2 separate regions of the Zea mays genome follow, and region 1 is linked to region 2. The links are chromatin contacts, called in public Hi-C maps. All regions are on one chromosome and are shown on one strand. Each heading gives the region's core, a stretch centred on a gene start, on an enhancer-like site or on the middle of the called end of the contact. The rest is flanking DNA. Distances are from core to core; before and after follow the strand shown. Region 1 holds the start of LOC100284289 (serine/threonine-protein kinase WNK4). Region 2 holds the start of LOC100381930 (transcription factor LHW).

The links. Hi-C and Micro-C count contacts between places; a contact is called where the count stands out from the background.
Region 1: a contact with region 2 is called in a Hi-C map of bundle sheath, with 2.6 times the contacts expected there. The contact joins the promoter of LOC100284289 here to the promoter of LOC100381930 in region 2. A contact is called at or near these places in 4 of 25 Hi-C or Micro-C datasets (bundle sheath, ear, leaf and 1 more).

What each region holds. Positions count from the first base shown.
Region 1 is chr4:220,020,142-220,027,328 of Zm-B73-REFERENCE-NAM-5.0, reverse strand. It overlaps LOC100284289 (serine/threonine-protein kinase WNK4), which reads left to right and starts at 3,407. Exons shown (of 7, transcript NM_001398974.1): 1 at 3,407-3,661; 2 at 3,879-3,916; 3 at 4,108-4,338; 4 at 4,652-4,872; 5 at 4,973-5,130; 6 at 5,243-5,612; 7 at 5,709-6,165. The coding sequence starts at 3,557. The coding sequence ends at 5,941.
Region 2 is chr4:219,238,811-219,246,263 of Zm-B73-REFERENCE-NAM-5.0, reverse strand. It overlaps LOC100381930 (transcription factor LHW), which reads right to left and starts at 3,217. Exons shown (of 10, transcript XM_008681465.3): 1 at 2,527-3,217; 2 at 2,003-2,170; 3 at 1,832-1,913; 4 at 875-916; 5 at 731-790; 6 at 1-160. The coding sequence starts at 2,618.

The DNA of each region.
Region 1 (7,187 bases), core at 2,158-4,657, 780 kb before region 2:
CTTTAAATGCTACATAATTCCGGGTTTGAAATAAAAATCTTGAAATTGTTTGTATTAAATACTACTTGATTTTAGGAGTTTAACAAATTTGGTCTCATATTTTTACCATTTTCCTACTATTTTCTATAAATTTCTCAGGTTGATAGCAAAAGGGAAAGGAAACTGATGAACGGTATTGGGTCGAATCTAGCCCAACAAGCCCAATTCCACGCGGAATCCGAGTGTGTCCACTCCCGCGCTGGCAGATTTGCGCCGAGGTCCCTGGCGTTTTGAACATCCAGTAAAGAGTCTGTGGCACTATTCACATGTCTCACTGATAGTTTTTACATAAGCCCTTCCCTTTCTATTTCTTCAAAACTCAATGTCCCTAACAACGGCACGCTCGCCCGCCGACCAATCCCCGATGGGACCTGCTTCTAATGGCGACGACCGTCAAACCCGAGCATCTAATTGTTATCCACGGTCCGAGATGATCCAAATCCATGTATTAATTGGGTTAATCTAGTCCGAAATCCCTTATGTCCACAACAATGGCAGATTCTGAGGGTCGTCGAGCTTGATCCCAGTGACCCAGCGTGGTAGCGGTTGAAGTGAAAGTGCGATGAGCTTCAGTGACTCACCAGGACTCAGGGACGACGACCGAGAAGGTGGACGAGGGACTAGGACAGTGATTCCACGTGGAGATGGCTCGCAGCGATGTTCACCGACGACGAAGTGATGTTCTTAAAGGGTCACTAAAGTATAGTTCGATTTACCAGGTCAATGAGCAACCAAGAATCAAAGGGATGCCAGAACAAGAACTAGAGAAGTATAAACTCACATGAGAAGATTTGGCCACGACGAGACTCATCACGACGACGCCCATGACCGATTTCAGAGAATTCCAAAATTTGTGAGCTATGGTGGATGGTAGGATGCGGTCGGGGTTGCGTTGGGTTCGTAACAAGGGGGTGGAGCAGGGAGAGTCTTCAATTTAAAGGAATCGGCTCGGCTACTCACGGATTTGAACGAAGTTAGGCTCACAGCGGTGACAAGATGTTTTTACTAAGGCAAGTTCATCGTGGCACGCAATGGAGCAATGTCCTAGGGCAATCATTGGCTACTCTTCATGACTTGCGACGACATGGTAAGATGGCCTATGGCGTGGCGCGATTGAGGTCACTGGCAGCCACGACAGCATCGGCCACTCGGCCACGTCGTAGAGCAAATGAGTGCGGCCGATGAGTTCACGCTAGAGACCATATCCACCTCCCTTCCGATCTTTTTACTTCTAGTAGTTATCCACGCACCATCGGGCATGAATCGTAACACCAGCGTGGATCGCGACGCGGGGATCACTGGCAGCAGGTTCTATGAATCCGAGATCTTTTTAGTTTACTGTACATACTGAATGCCATTTTGAAATCGCCTGACAGCCCGACTTTGGGGGTGTTTTACTCTAATTTCTGTACAACACTAGGTCCAACTCGGTATAAAGAATTTGATCTCCAATGCAAGACCTACAACTTTGCTATAATGATCATAGTCTTTAACCCCATGAATCAGGCACGAATTAGCTCCCAACTTGGAGAAATGTCACTGGTTTCTCAGTTTCAGTGTTACCCTAGTATGACAACACAAGTTGGGAGACGTTTTACACTAAGCTCCAAACAATTTTAGGGCTAGGTTCCTTACACAAATTTGTACTACTATAGTAGCTCTACATCTTTGTTATGGTGACTCATAACAAACTCCTCATAGATCAAGAGATACAGAGGCTTAAAGTTGGCTTGTTGACACTGTTTTCAGAGTTTAAAAAAAACAAGGATGCTCATGGATCTTTTTTGCAATTTACTCCAAGTTTCACCACAAAATATGGAAATCCCCAAACATGAAAGTTGCTTAACTTTTGTTACCCTATCATCTTGATTTATACACTTTTGACTAAAAGTGCATAGAACCTGAAATCACCCTATAGGGCACTATTTAGGGTTCCAGATTAGGGTTTTGAGTGTTCTAGGATACATGTAGCACTTAAGCTCTCCAAGATAATATTTCTTGAGCATTTCTACCAACTTGTCAAGATCATCCTTTAGTACTCATCTTACAAGGCCACATGTTTCTAATTCTTAACGAGAGATATTCTAACCTAGGGTCAAGAATCCCTTTTACCAAGTCAGATCATCACACAAGCATCACATCACATGTTGGTTTTGAAATAGCCTAGTGGATGCATCCTAGGTGTATCATACATAATGTAATACTAATGCATATGATGTCATGCCAAAGTTTTAGTTCTCGTAACACCAGGGGTGTTACAGCTACGGTCTATGATCAATTCCCAGATCGTGAGTTGTTTGGCATGACATGTGTTTGACTCGTGCCTTGTGTCGAGTCGGGTCGACATGTGTCTGCCTAAACGCGTTAAATTTTTTGGTTAGATCGAGTTTTTTGATTTTGGGTCAGATTTTAGATAAAAATTATGGCCTATATTCGACTTATAGATTATTGTGGATCAAAAAATATGGCCCGCGTACACCGTATTGGTGGGATTAGGGCTGGAAAAAAGCTCGAGGCTGGCGAGCCAACTCGAGCTTGGGCCGACTTGGCTCAGTTTGGCTTGAGGCGGCTCGCGAGCCTCAAGCGAGACGATGCAGGTTTTCAAGCTCGTTAGTCCAGTGAGCCAAGACGAGTTGGCTCGCGAACTATGCCAAATTAATCAACGTATTGAATATTAAAAAAATTAGAGATATCTAACTCATTCATTAGCCTTTGATGATGAAAATATAACAATTTATAATCTAGATTATTCATAATAATGAATGATAATTATATTTTTCACATTTATATACTATTAAGTCACTATATATGTAATACTCCCTCCGTCCAAAATATAATTCTTTCTAGTTCATTTTTTTCTGTCCATATTCAATCAAATAAGAATAAATATAGACACACATGTAACCTACATTTATATGTTATTTAACGAATATATGATTAGTTTAAACGAATTATATTTTAAGATAAATAGAGTATTATTTATCAAAGTATAGCTCATGAGCCGAACTTCGTTCTAAAGGTCATTGAATAGACGAGCCAAATTTATTAAGGGTCTGTTTGTTTCGCATGGAATGAAGGTGGAATAAATCTGACTTGGATTTCTTTAATAACTACTATAAGTTTTGGAGATTTGGAATTAATCCTTCCAACAGAAACGAACAGGCCCTAAGTCACCTAGCCACGCCGACTCGAGCCAAGACCAACTCGTTTCCAGCCCTCGTGCGATTCGATAGCCCATCCTCAGGTGTAATTCTCGCCATGTCTCCGGGCCCACATGCAGCCTCACGTGATCCCGTTCCTAAGTTCTAACTACCCGCGGCGCTGTGCCCGTGGAACTTGGAACGAGTATTTACTGTATTTTGAGTCACAACTCACAAGGGTAGTTCAAAGTCCGGAACTCCAGACTCGCGTTCGCACGCCGCCTTTCGCGCTGCGTTAGCGCCTTAGCCTGCTAGGGCTCGTCGATTCATCGCCGGCTCGACTTCTGATCTCGCGGGCAGAGCAGCGCGCCGGCGCGATGGCTTCGGATCCGGATGTGTCCGGCGGCGAGCAGGCGGAGCCGCCCGACGATGTGGACGACCCCGACGTCGACGAGGTCGACCCCACTGGCCGCTACTTCAGGGTATGTGCTGCGCCGCCCAACCGCCGTCCCTTCGCTTCTGCTGCTAATGCCGCCATGTTGATAAGTCTCGTCGGGTTGCCGGGTGGGTTGGCGCTGGGGGCTTTCAGTTTCCTGAATGTTGAATCTTGATTGTATTCTGAGCTTCTGCGTTTATTCGTCTGATTCTGAAAACTATAGATCTTTCCCTGATCTCAGCGGTTTCGTGCGTGCATTGCAGTACAAGGAGGTCGTGGGATCAGGGGCCTTCAAGACAGTGTACCTCCCTTCCCTCTCCTCAGCAGTTTATGCAGTAATTAGTATTACTAGTTTCCTGGATTTCAGGCTGAGTTTTCGAGAAATCATAAAGATTCAACCTTGAATACCAGATTATTTTTGTTTTTTTAAAAATATGACGTGAAAACTTCTTGCTTGTGTTTGTTGATTCACGTGATCGATTTGGTTGGCAGCTACAAAGGTTTCGACGTGGTCGAAGGCATCGAGGTGGCATGGGCTAAAGTGGAGATAACCGGCCGGACCATGGGATCCCCCAAGGAGCTCCAGCGGCTCAAGACGGAGATCCAGCTGCTGCGGTCGCTCCATCACAAGCACATTCTCAAGCTCTACGCCTCATGGGTCGACAACAAGAAGAGGGCGGTCAATATAATCACTGAGCTTTTCACGTCCGGCAACTTGAGAGAGTATGTAAATATAACATAACCCCTCCCTATATGTGCTGCTACGATGGAGTGTGATTGTTTTTATTATTTGTGCCTAGTACCTTATTTTGTGGCAAGGTAAATGTTCAGTTATTTACTAATGGCAAACAAAATCTGAACAACTCTTTCTTTTTTCAAATTTAAAATCTAATGGTAGTTTTAGTTTTCACTTCTCAGGGGACAAAAATAAATACAAAGTTGGTTCTTTTTTCCTTTCCATTCAGAAGGACAGCAGCTGTACAGAAGTAGCTAGCTTCACCATCCCCTTTCATGATCTATGTTATGGTGTGGTTAGGTACCGTACGAAGCACAAGAAAGTTGACATGAAGGCAATGAGGCGATGGGCCAAACAAATACTGACAGGGCTAGCCTATCTGCATAGTCAGAAGCCACCAATCATACACAGGGACTTGAAGTGTGACAACATTTTCATCAATGGGAACCATGGGAAAGTTAAGATTGGAGACTTCGGTTTGGCAATGGTGATGCAGCAGAGGAAAACACAGAGTATACAAGGTACGGTTTTCTACAGGCTACGCTGCCACATATTTCTGAAGCATAGGAGATCTGTGGTGAGCTTGATATGGTTATCGGTAACATGTAACCTGAAACACAGGCACCTTAGAGTTCATGGCACCAGAGCTGTTTGGTGAAAACTACAACGAGTTGGTGGATATATACTCTTTCGGCATGTGCATGCTTGAGATGGTGACTGGTGAGTGCCCTTACAGTGAATGTCAGGGCTTTGTTCAGATATACAAGAAGATATCTGAAGTAAGTGACCTGTCACCTAGATAGTACTTGTCTACTTCAAGAGTTCGCTAAAAAATAACCAGATTGTTCCTTTTTGTTTTATATGAATGGTGCAATAATGGTATAACTGCAGGGTGTAAAACCAGTTGCTCTCTCCAAGGTCAAAGATGCAGAAGTAAGGAGTTTCATAGAGAGCTGCCTAGCTTCAGCTGCTGATAGATTGCCAGCAAGTGAGCTCTTGAAGAGCCCTTTTCTCATGATAGATGACATCATCATCAATGATAAAACCTCTAATCCTGTGCAAGAACCTATAGCATTCCCGCCAAATTTGGATCTGGATCTTGAAGCCACACCAATTTTTATATCTTTGCTACCAAATGGAACCGTTGATAATGGGAAGGGATCTTTCAGCCTAGTGCTTCGAAGGGGTGGATTCGTACTAGAAGGAGATATGAGTGGTAGCAACCCTGTTAATTTATTACTAAGGATTCCTGTCCCCAATGGTAACTGCAAGCATCAAAATATCATCTTTGGTTTGTACAAATCTCGATTTGTACCATTCACTGATGCTGCGTTTTTATTCTTTTGGTCTTGTACAGGTAAATGTAAGAACATTGAGTTCGCGTTTGACCTGGAGAATGATACAAGTCTTTTGGTGGCTACAGAGATGGTGCAAGAGCTTGAACTACCTTCTTGGAGCATGCCTATTGTGGCAAAGCTGGTAGATGCGTTCCTGCTCAAAACTGTTCGTGGTTGGAGGCCGTGTGTTCAGGTCGGTCAGATGATTCAGGCAGTGCAAAACACTGCATCCGTGAATGGAAAAAGCATCTGAATCAATGTTTGTAGCTGATGCATTATTCTGCACCTTATGTAAATATATCATGCCCGAATGCAACGCCAGGCCTTGCTGACTAAGCACATCTTCTTTTATCTGATGCTGGTTAAAGTTTGGGCATGATTCCTAATTAGAATAGTGGTATGTTTCGTATTTTTTTTGGTTCGTATTGTTAGAAAGAGGTTCAGAGATAAGAGAAATTAAGAATGCTGTAACAGCCATCCTTGCTTTTTTTCAGTTTTTTTTAAAAGCCTTACCATGTGTCTATTTGGTACTGCTCAACTTCATGATTTGCAGCTTAGCTTTACAAGAAGTCTGTTGTTCACTTGTTACCAAATGCTATGGATAAAAAACAAGACAATTGTTAAGGATAAAGGACATTCATCCTCCGAAGCATTGTTTTTTCTTGGATCCAATGTTCATCGGACGAAGGTCATGAAAACATGCATTCATCATATCATTACTCATTAATAGGTTAATATATACAGATATCGATATAAAAGATACAAGTTATTGATTCATTGATATTTACATTCCATAAGGCATATATGAATGTCAATATAATTCGTATTACAATAATACATTCGGCTTGCTCGAAGGTGAAGACGCGAGAGAGCAATTATAATCCAGCGTGAATAGTACGATGCTACTGTTCATCTATTTATAGGTCCGAGTAAAATTGCATTCATGACCATCGACATCTATATATAGACATAACTTAAATTACTAGGGTCTATCTAGTTTTTTCATCCTTTCCTTGATCTAAACCGAAGCTGATGGTAGCTTCGACACTTGGCGTCGTTGCTTGTAAGCGAGATCTTCGTCTTGAGAAGCTTCAGCAGAAGGAGGTAAGACTTCAGTATCGCTTTGCCGAAGGTGTTTTTATCTCGAGAACCTTTGCGGTGCTAGATTGTTTTTTCATAACGAGCTCGATCCACGAAAAACACGAAGGTTTCAGAATGCCGAAGATCCGAAAAACATCTTTCCTGAACTTGTTATCAAAAAACGATTAAAATATTCCGAGCGCTGGTCGGTCCACCGTTCAGCCAGTATACACGCTTTGGTGGTTCGCCTTCTTCTCCTGCAAGGCTATATAAACAGACGGGTTGGTAAGAAGTTACTGCATCATTCATTGCTATTGCACCATTGTGCTGTTGAAAATTTTAACCAAAGACGAAGCTCTCTGCATTGTGCTTTCAAACAAGCACTTCGTCACTTAAGATTAACTTCATCTAAAAGAAGC
Region 2 (7,453 bases), core at 1,968-4,467:
TTGGTGGTGTCCTAGTTGACACAGTTGCAGTATCAGGACGTGACTGGCCATGCTGACTTAAAGCGTTTTTAGCCGAAGCAGATGCAGCCATGCTTGAACGGTTGTTTAGCTGAGAACACAACTTCTTTGCAAACATCACAAAATTTATGTTTTCCATAACCTGCCAAAAATCAACCGATTATTTCAATTTCCAAATATTTAGAGAGCATGCAAAACCCTACTACTAACCATCACAGTGAAGTTAAACAATGATTTCACGATCTTTTCTGTTCTTCACAACAATTTCCAACACTAAGCACAAAAAAGGATTCACTATATAGTGGGGAATTTTTATGTGCCAAGGTGTCTAGATGTTCAATCATGAACGAGGATACCAGACTGTGGAGGCATAGATGACATTTTACCACGAAATCAATGGACATTCTGAAATTTATAGTAGGGTAAAGATAGGTCTTCAGATTTGGAGCAGCGTGGCTGAAACATCATGCTTTGTAATTTACATATCCAAAATTTTGAATGGCATATACTCATTTAGCAATGCACTACTGTTTTCTTTTCCACCTTCCATAGCCATCCACAGATGGAGAATTATTTTTCTAGAGCCTTGTGTGATAGTAATGTTCTTTTTATAGAAAATTAGAAATTTCAACTGATAGTGTTCAACAACTCTGACGAATACTTCAAAAAATTCTCTACTTTTGTAGCATGATCTGGAACTGTGAGGCCTTACCAAACCAGCAGAGCCTAACTGCAGGACACCCCGTGGCAGCACAGGAATGATCGCAATTGTCTGCAGCAAGAAGTTTAGAATGAGGTCCAGAAGCAAATGGTGACTATATACTTTTTAACATTTCCAATTCTCAGTCCAACCCACCTGAATGCCAACTCTGAACTGATTGTTCATCTCCGCAGCAACCTATAAAATTGGAAAACTTAGTGTAAAATCTTGACAACCAGGTTACGTAAACACAAAACCCAATTGGACAGAAGATAGTTAAAAGATCAAGATGTTTACAAAAGCGACTTGGTTTAGTCAAAAGACAAACATGGTGTAAGATCTTCACCCTCTTATTTTTTTTCGCATTCATACTCCCTCAATCTCAAAATAGTTAATGTTCTTTTTGAAGAGCCAACCATTTTTAACTTTAGCTAAATATAGGTAGTGTTTGGTTACTAGGGACTAATTTTTAGTCCCTCTATTTTATTCCACTTTAGTCTATAAATTGCAAAATATGGAAACTATAACTCTATTTTAGTTTCCATATTTCACAATTTAGTGACTAAAGTGGAATAAATTAGAGGGACTAAAAATTAGTCTCTAAAACCAAACACCCCCATATACTCCCTCCGTCCCAAATTAAAATTCGTTTTACCTTTTTATCGGATTCATACAATAATCAATGTATGTTCTATATATATGTCTATATTAATAATCATCCATATGAACGTAGACATAAAAATCTAGAGCTAAAACAACTACTATTTTGGGATGGAGGGAGTATTAGAAAATATTAATATTCATAGTTTATATGTAATACAATAAGATAGATCTTTGGATATATTTTTAGGATAAGCTTATTTGGAGATATATTTAGAACAGATGCTTGCGTCACTTGCCACTATTTTTGGTCTAGTGTGAGCGGACCAGAATTAAAGCAGCTCGCTAGCTGACAAAAGTTGAAGGACTGAAGAAGGCTATACCCACAGTGCTTTAAATGAGGTGGCAGCAGCACAATGGAACCAGACAAAACTGAAATTGGGTTCGCATTTATTTCGCTGGAGAATTCTCAGAAGAGGAGAAGCACTCAGCACTCAGCAGTACTGGCCGTACCTCGGAGGAGAGCCCGTGACCATTGGCGGTACCGCGGACGATCCATTGGTGGTTGCCACTGAACGCAGCACGGCCTACGGTCCTGCCAAAACAAAAAACACAGGCGCATCGCGTTCTAAACAAGAGAGACGATGGCCAAACCAAGAAATCGCTGCGGCTGCTTTTGCTTACCCTTGTCCGACGACATGGACCTGCGACGCCATAACGCTGTGAACAAGCGAGCAGATGGTGTTAGCAGCAGGAACAGAGCACCCGGCGTCGCTGGGCAGAGATTCGGAAGGCTCAGATCCGACAGGACATGACGTGTGGCCACAGTAGCCGTCCTCCTGCACCAAATGCCTGTGCATTTCCAGGGGGGGAAATGAGACAGAGGAACCATAACCATGAGGCGATGAGGAGTATGAAATTTGGAGGAAATTGTTCGGCTTTTTTAGCTCAGATATTCCCATCTTCGAAACTTCGAGCGAATTTTCAGAACAGATTAGCAACGAAAACTTGACGGTTGGAAAAAGAATGGTTGAATGAGCACAAAGACCAAAAAATAACTTTTGTTACGAGAACGAGCAGGATACCAGCGAAGAAAAATGAGCACAATGGCAGAAGTCTTAGATTTTTTGTAAGATTCAGCGGGAGGACGAGCTCGAACACAAAAAAACCAAAGAAAATCTGAGGAAACAGTGGAGGCGGCAGCTTACACGGGGTCTGCAGCACCGATGGCCTTCCAGAAGACGGCGTAGGACCACCCGATCTCCTCGCACAGCCGTCGCAGCGCGTCCCCGACCGCCATCTCCGTGCCCCCCGCCCCCTCCCCTCTTCCTCCAGCCGCTCCGCTAGAACCCCGGCGCCCTCAGCGCCAAAACCCTAGCCCCGAGCCCCCGACTCGGATTGCGAGAGAGAGAGAGAGAGAGACGGCGTCCAGTCGCTCGGTCTACGCGCCGCGGCAGCTGGCGCGCCCGGCCTGCTTCGCGCGGAGACCGCCGCCCCTCCACGCAGCTGCCGCCTCCGGAGCACCTACGCGTCCCCTCGCCGCCGGGGCACGGGCAGCAGCCATCACAGGGCGGGGCCAGTGGCCAGCTCCTTTGCCGAGGGGGTGTCGTCGCCCTCCTCGTGAATACAAGACGAGCGCCTCTCACAAGCGGCGGCGGCGGCGGCGCCTGCGATGGCAGCCACGGCTGCGGCGCGCGGACCTCCCGGATTCAGCCTTGTCGCTGGCTGCTGCCTCCACTCCACTCGTGGGGGCGGCGGCTCAGCCTTGCTGCTGCTGCTGCTGGCTGATCTCCACTCTCTATGGTCTGCTCTGCTGCCTCTATTTGCTTGAGAGCTAGCGTCACTGTTGTGTTGTGTGTGTCTCGCTCGCTTTCGTCCGCATTGCTGCTTTGTTTACTTGCCTTCCTTTTCCTTTTCCCTCTTTTTTTTTTCCCTTGCCTTCGCGGCTCCCGAGACAGCCATCATTCCTTCCACAAAGGGCAAAATGGAGAATTACTTTAGATGATGCTTTATAGTTTTATTTGTACCAAATCCATGTTGTGATGACCAGTCTTTTTTTTTGTCTCCGGGCTCCGGGCACATGGCTATACATTAAAATGTCTCTTGTTTCACAGGTAAAAGAGTTATCATAATGTTTTAAAGTAAAATAGAGTTTCTAAATGATATCCTAAACAATTTAAATTATACTGCCTCTCCGTTTTTTTATTTGTCGTAGTTTAGTTAAAAATAAACTAAGGTGCAACAAATATTTAAGAACAAAGGTAGTGGTACCGATTTTTTTTCACAAACTTGTAAAGTATGTCTCTTAAAATTATTGGTCCTATAAGAAGAACACGGCTTGATGGACTAGTTTGACAAATAATCATTAAGTAGAGTCCATAAATTTAATCATTTCTAGACCAAAAGATGCCTTTGTTTATGAGGAGTCCATAAATTAACAGTTGCGCACTTATTCGTCCTAGATTTTGGAGTTGCCACACGCCGGTTGCATATTAGCTACTTTCACTTTTTGCCATCCTTTTGTCTTTACATTAACCCAAGGCACCAGTATCACCGTAGCAGTAAACAAACAAGAATAAACACGGCCGGAAAAACAAGATCGCTGTCGTCGTCGTTGCTGATTTAGGGTTCATGCCTTATTCTAGAATCTCATAATTACCTAAACAACTCCTAAATTTTTGTATTCGATATTGTGCCAGGCCCTCACAATCTCTAGGTCTGTTTGGAAGTAAAGCATCTTTATAGTTTCTAGACAAAATCGTCGTTTTTAGTGATACCATAATATTTTGTGTCATAAGAATAAATTCATGAAACTATATTTCCAAATCCATGGTATTCTAGCTATCATGATATTTTTGGAGTATTGAAAAAAAACTTCACTCCAACATAAAGTTTTTATGGCATGGCTAGCTTTTGCACAATAATACCATGGTTTACAACGCTGTATCCAAACATCGTTTCTCAAAAACCATGGTATTTGGGAGATGACAAAAACTACAGTATTGGCATAGCAATTGTAAGTATAATATTTTATAAAACCATGGTCATAAAAAATATTGTTGCCAAAAGGGGGGGGGGCTTAACTTAAGCTGATAATGAGATTTGTATTAGTTTTTATGCGGTATGGAACTTATCAAAATTAAATCCATAGGGAACCAAACGTCACGTTAATTTATCTGCAATGCTATTTGTCATTTTAATTTCCACCTGTCACCAAAGCTTTATTATAGTACCAGTAGTAGTACACAACTGCCAAAAGTTGCATTGCTCCAAACAAGACAAATACCTGGATAATATAAAGAAGAAAAGAAAAGGAGCAGCGCAATTGGGAATATATGACATGTGTCAGGAGCAGAAAACTAGAGTATTGCTAGTTGCTGCATACTTGTACGCGTCCTGGCCTACACCCTGATCATACCGTGGAGCATTAGCAATGATGGTTACATGGACCTTCAGAAAAAGGCCTTCTTGGAGTGCAAATCATGCGGTCGTGTATGCTTTTGAGGGGCTCGGGTGGGGTGGGGTGGGGGGGGGGGGGGACAGTTTAGATTTTTAACAAATAAAATACTGTAGTATAGTATAGTTTTCCTTGCATAAAGGGCGCGAGGGAAAGTAATAAAGTGTATAGATAAGCCATTCAGACGGCCAATGCTGCGCCTGTGCTAGCTAGCTAGATTGGAGACTTTTTCCAGCAAAGTTGTACTCCATTTAGCGAGTAATTGAGGCTATGCATGGTGATCATTTGATTAGAACCTAATAAATATGGCCAGAGGTTAATTACAATATAATGATAGCTTTCTTCCATTTAAATCGATCTATGTGTTTCAGGGATTTCTGCATTCCAGTTCGAGACCAGCACTTTTCCTGATGATTAAACTAAGACTATGTTTGGAAGCAACTCAGTTCTTTTTATCTTTTAGTCAAGAGAGGCTAGCTTTTTATATTTAAGAAACTAAGAATCTAATTTCTATAAACTGATTCATAAATTGGTATGTTTGAAACCACCTCAATTTCTATATATAAACCAGTTTGTTAAAAAATGGGTGCTTCTAAACAGGGTCTAAGAGCAACACCAAGAGAATAAGTATTATAAAGGTAAATTTAGCTAATATTAGAAGAAAGGTGTATTCAATAGACTCTGTAAATGACTCTTCAAATTTAGTGGCTCTCTATCCCTCTACGTTCGCTCTCCATTTTTAGATAGTTTGCTTCACTCTCTATTCAGTCCGTATGTTTTACTGAGTCTGTTGGATTAGCCTATATTTTTTCTCTAAAATCTATTTTAGAGAGTAGCTAAATCATTAAATTTAGCTAATCTTTTTATCTAATTTTTTGGATTTGCTCTAAGTTATCCACTTTTATCTCGCTGGACTTAATGCTTGCAGCGGTTAGAGACCCTTGACTAGCTAGCAGAGCAATCAAACTGGCGACACGCACACGTCAATCCATGCTTTTACCACTAGAATCCAGCTTTTGCTAAACCAGATCTTTGTCGTTTGATCTTGCTCACTTTCCGTTTGGTCCCCATCTGCCGCTGAAATGTCCTTTCTCTCCCTCCCTCCTTGCTTGTATACCCACTATGCTAGGTAATGGTTGTGGAGAAGAGATTAGTTCTGCTCATGTCATCTAATCCTTTAACTAAAGGGAGCAAATGCAGATGTATCCCTTTCAGGTATGATATGATGTTATATCCTAATTGTTGCTGTGTTCCTTGACCAGTCCAACACATGTTATGTCCCAGCAGCTTGAATCTTTTTTTACGTTGCTTCGCTGTTTAAGTCATGTTTGAAAGCAACCCAGTTTTTTTTTGTGTGTTGCTTCGATGTTTAGTCACATACCTAAAAAGCTCTATGGACACACACACGCAAAAAAAATATATATGCCGCCACTTTATTTCAAGATAGCTGCCGAAAGCGATTGATATATGTATGATTAAGAATAATGTGCACCGTGTTTGGAATTAGGCCGTTAGCAGGAACGTGTTGCATTTCATTGTTTAATGCTAGAGAAGATGACCAAATCCAATCGATGAAAGATTTCGATGGGTCGTTAGCGCGGATGCTTGCACTTGATCTCTTTGATCTAGAAATTGACTAGCGCACATGTTTCTTCTAGAAGGTCGAGATATATATATCGAAATAATCTCGCTGGATGGATGTAGGGGAGAAAGCAGGAAGAACTATGTAGATGACCAATTTGGTTCAATTAACTTTTGTTCTTGCCATAAAGCTGGATTCCGTCATTACTGACGAATACCAAATAGAGTAGGCAGGCACTACTTCGAGCTCCCAATCACTGGCACATTTTTTTTGTTCCATTAAAGGACGGTAAAACATTTACCATACATTTTAGTAAAAGAAAATATAAAAAAAGTTGTCGGTCTAGTTTTTTAAGTGAAAGCTAGGTATAAAACCAACCAACTAGAATACAACGATCAACAACTCAAGCATCAAGGCTGGGGCTTCTAAGAGGATGTTTAAATGTATTATAGCTAATAATTAGTTGGCTAAAAAATTGTTAGTAAAATTAGCTAGCTAACAAATAGATAGCTAACTATTAACTAATTTACTAAAAATAGCTAATAGTTGAACTATTAGCTAGGATGTTTGATGTCTCCAACTAATTTTAGTCAGCTTTAGTGCATTCAAACACCCCTAAAACTTAACACAACTTCTAGTGCATATGAGGCAACACTAAAAACAAACTCAACCGAAAACGTACTGGCAGATATTTTGATTTGAGCTCTATTTAGTACTGTAGAAATCTAGCTTAAAAAAGATTTGTAGATTTCTCGTAACGGGTATTCCTTAGCTCGACGAAGATGTGAACTTGGTGCTGTTGGGTCATAAAGCTTGCCAACTTGGTTCTCATTATTGATATGCAAAAGCAATATCTAATATATTCAAGGACATATCTAGCAAAAAATTAGGATAGGGCTGAATTAAACCGCTACAGTGATACAATCTTACTAAAACTATGTCCAGCACCATACCCATATGGTTATCAAAAATATTGGTTTGTTGTACTGTAGACCGTATTGCAGAGAAGAGTTTGAATATAGAAATGTGTAAGCTGCTAGAGATAGTCTAAATCACTCACAGTAAACGTATATAATAATTTGAAGTAGTATTATAT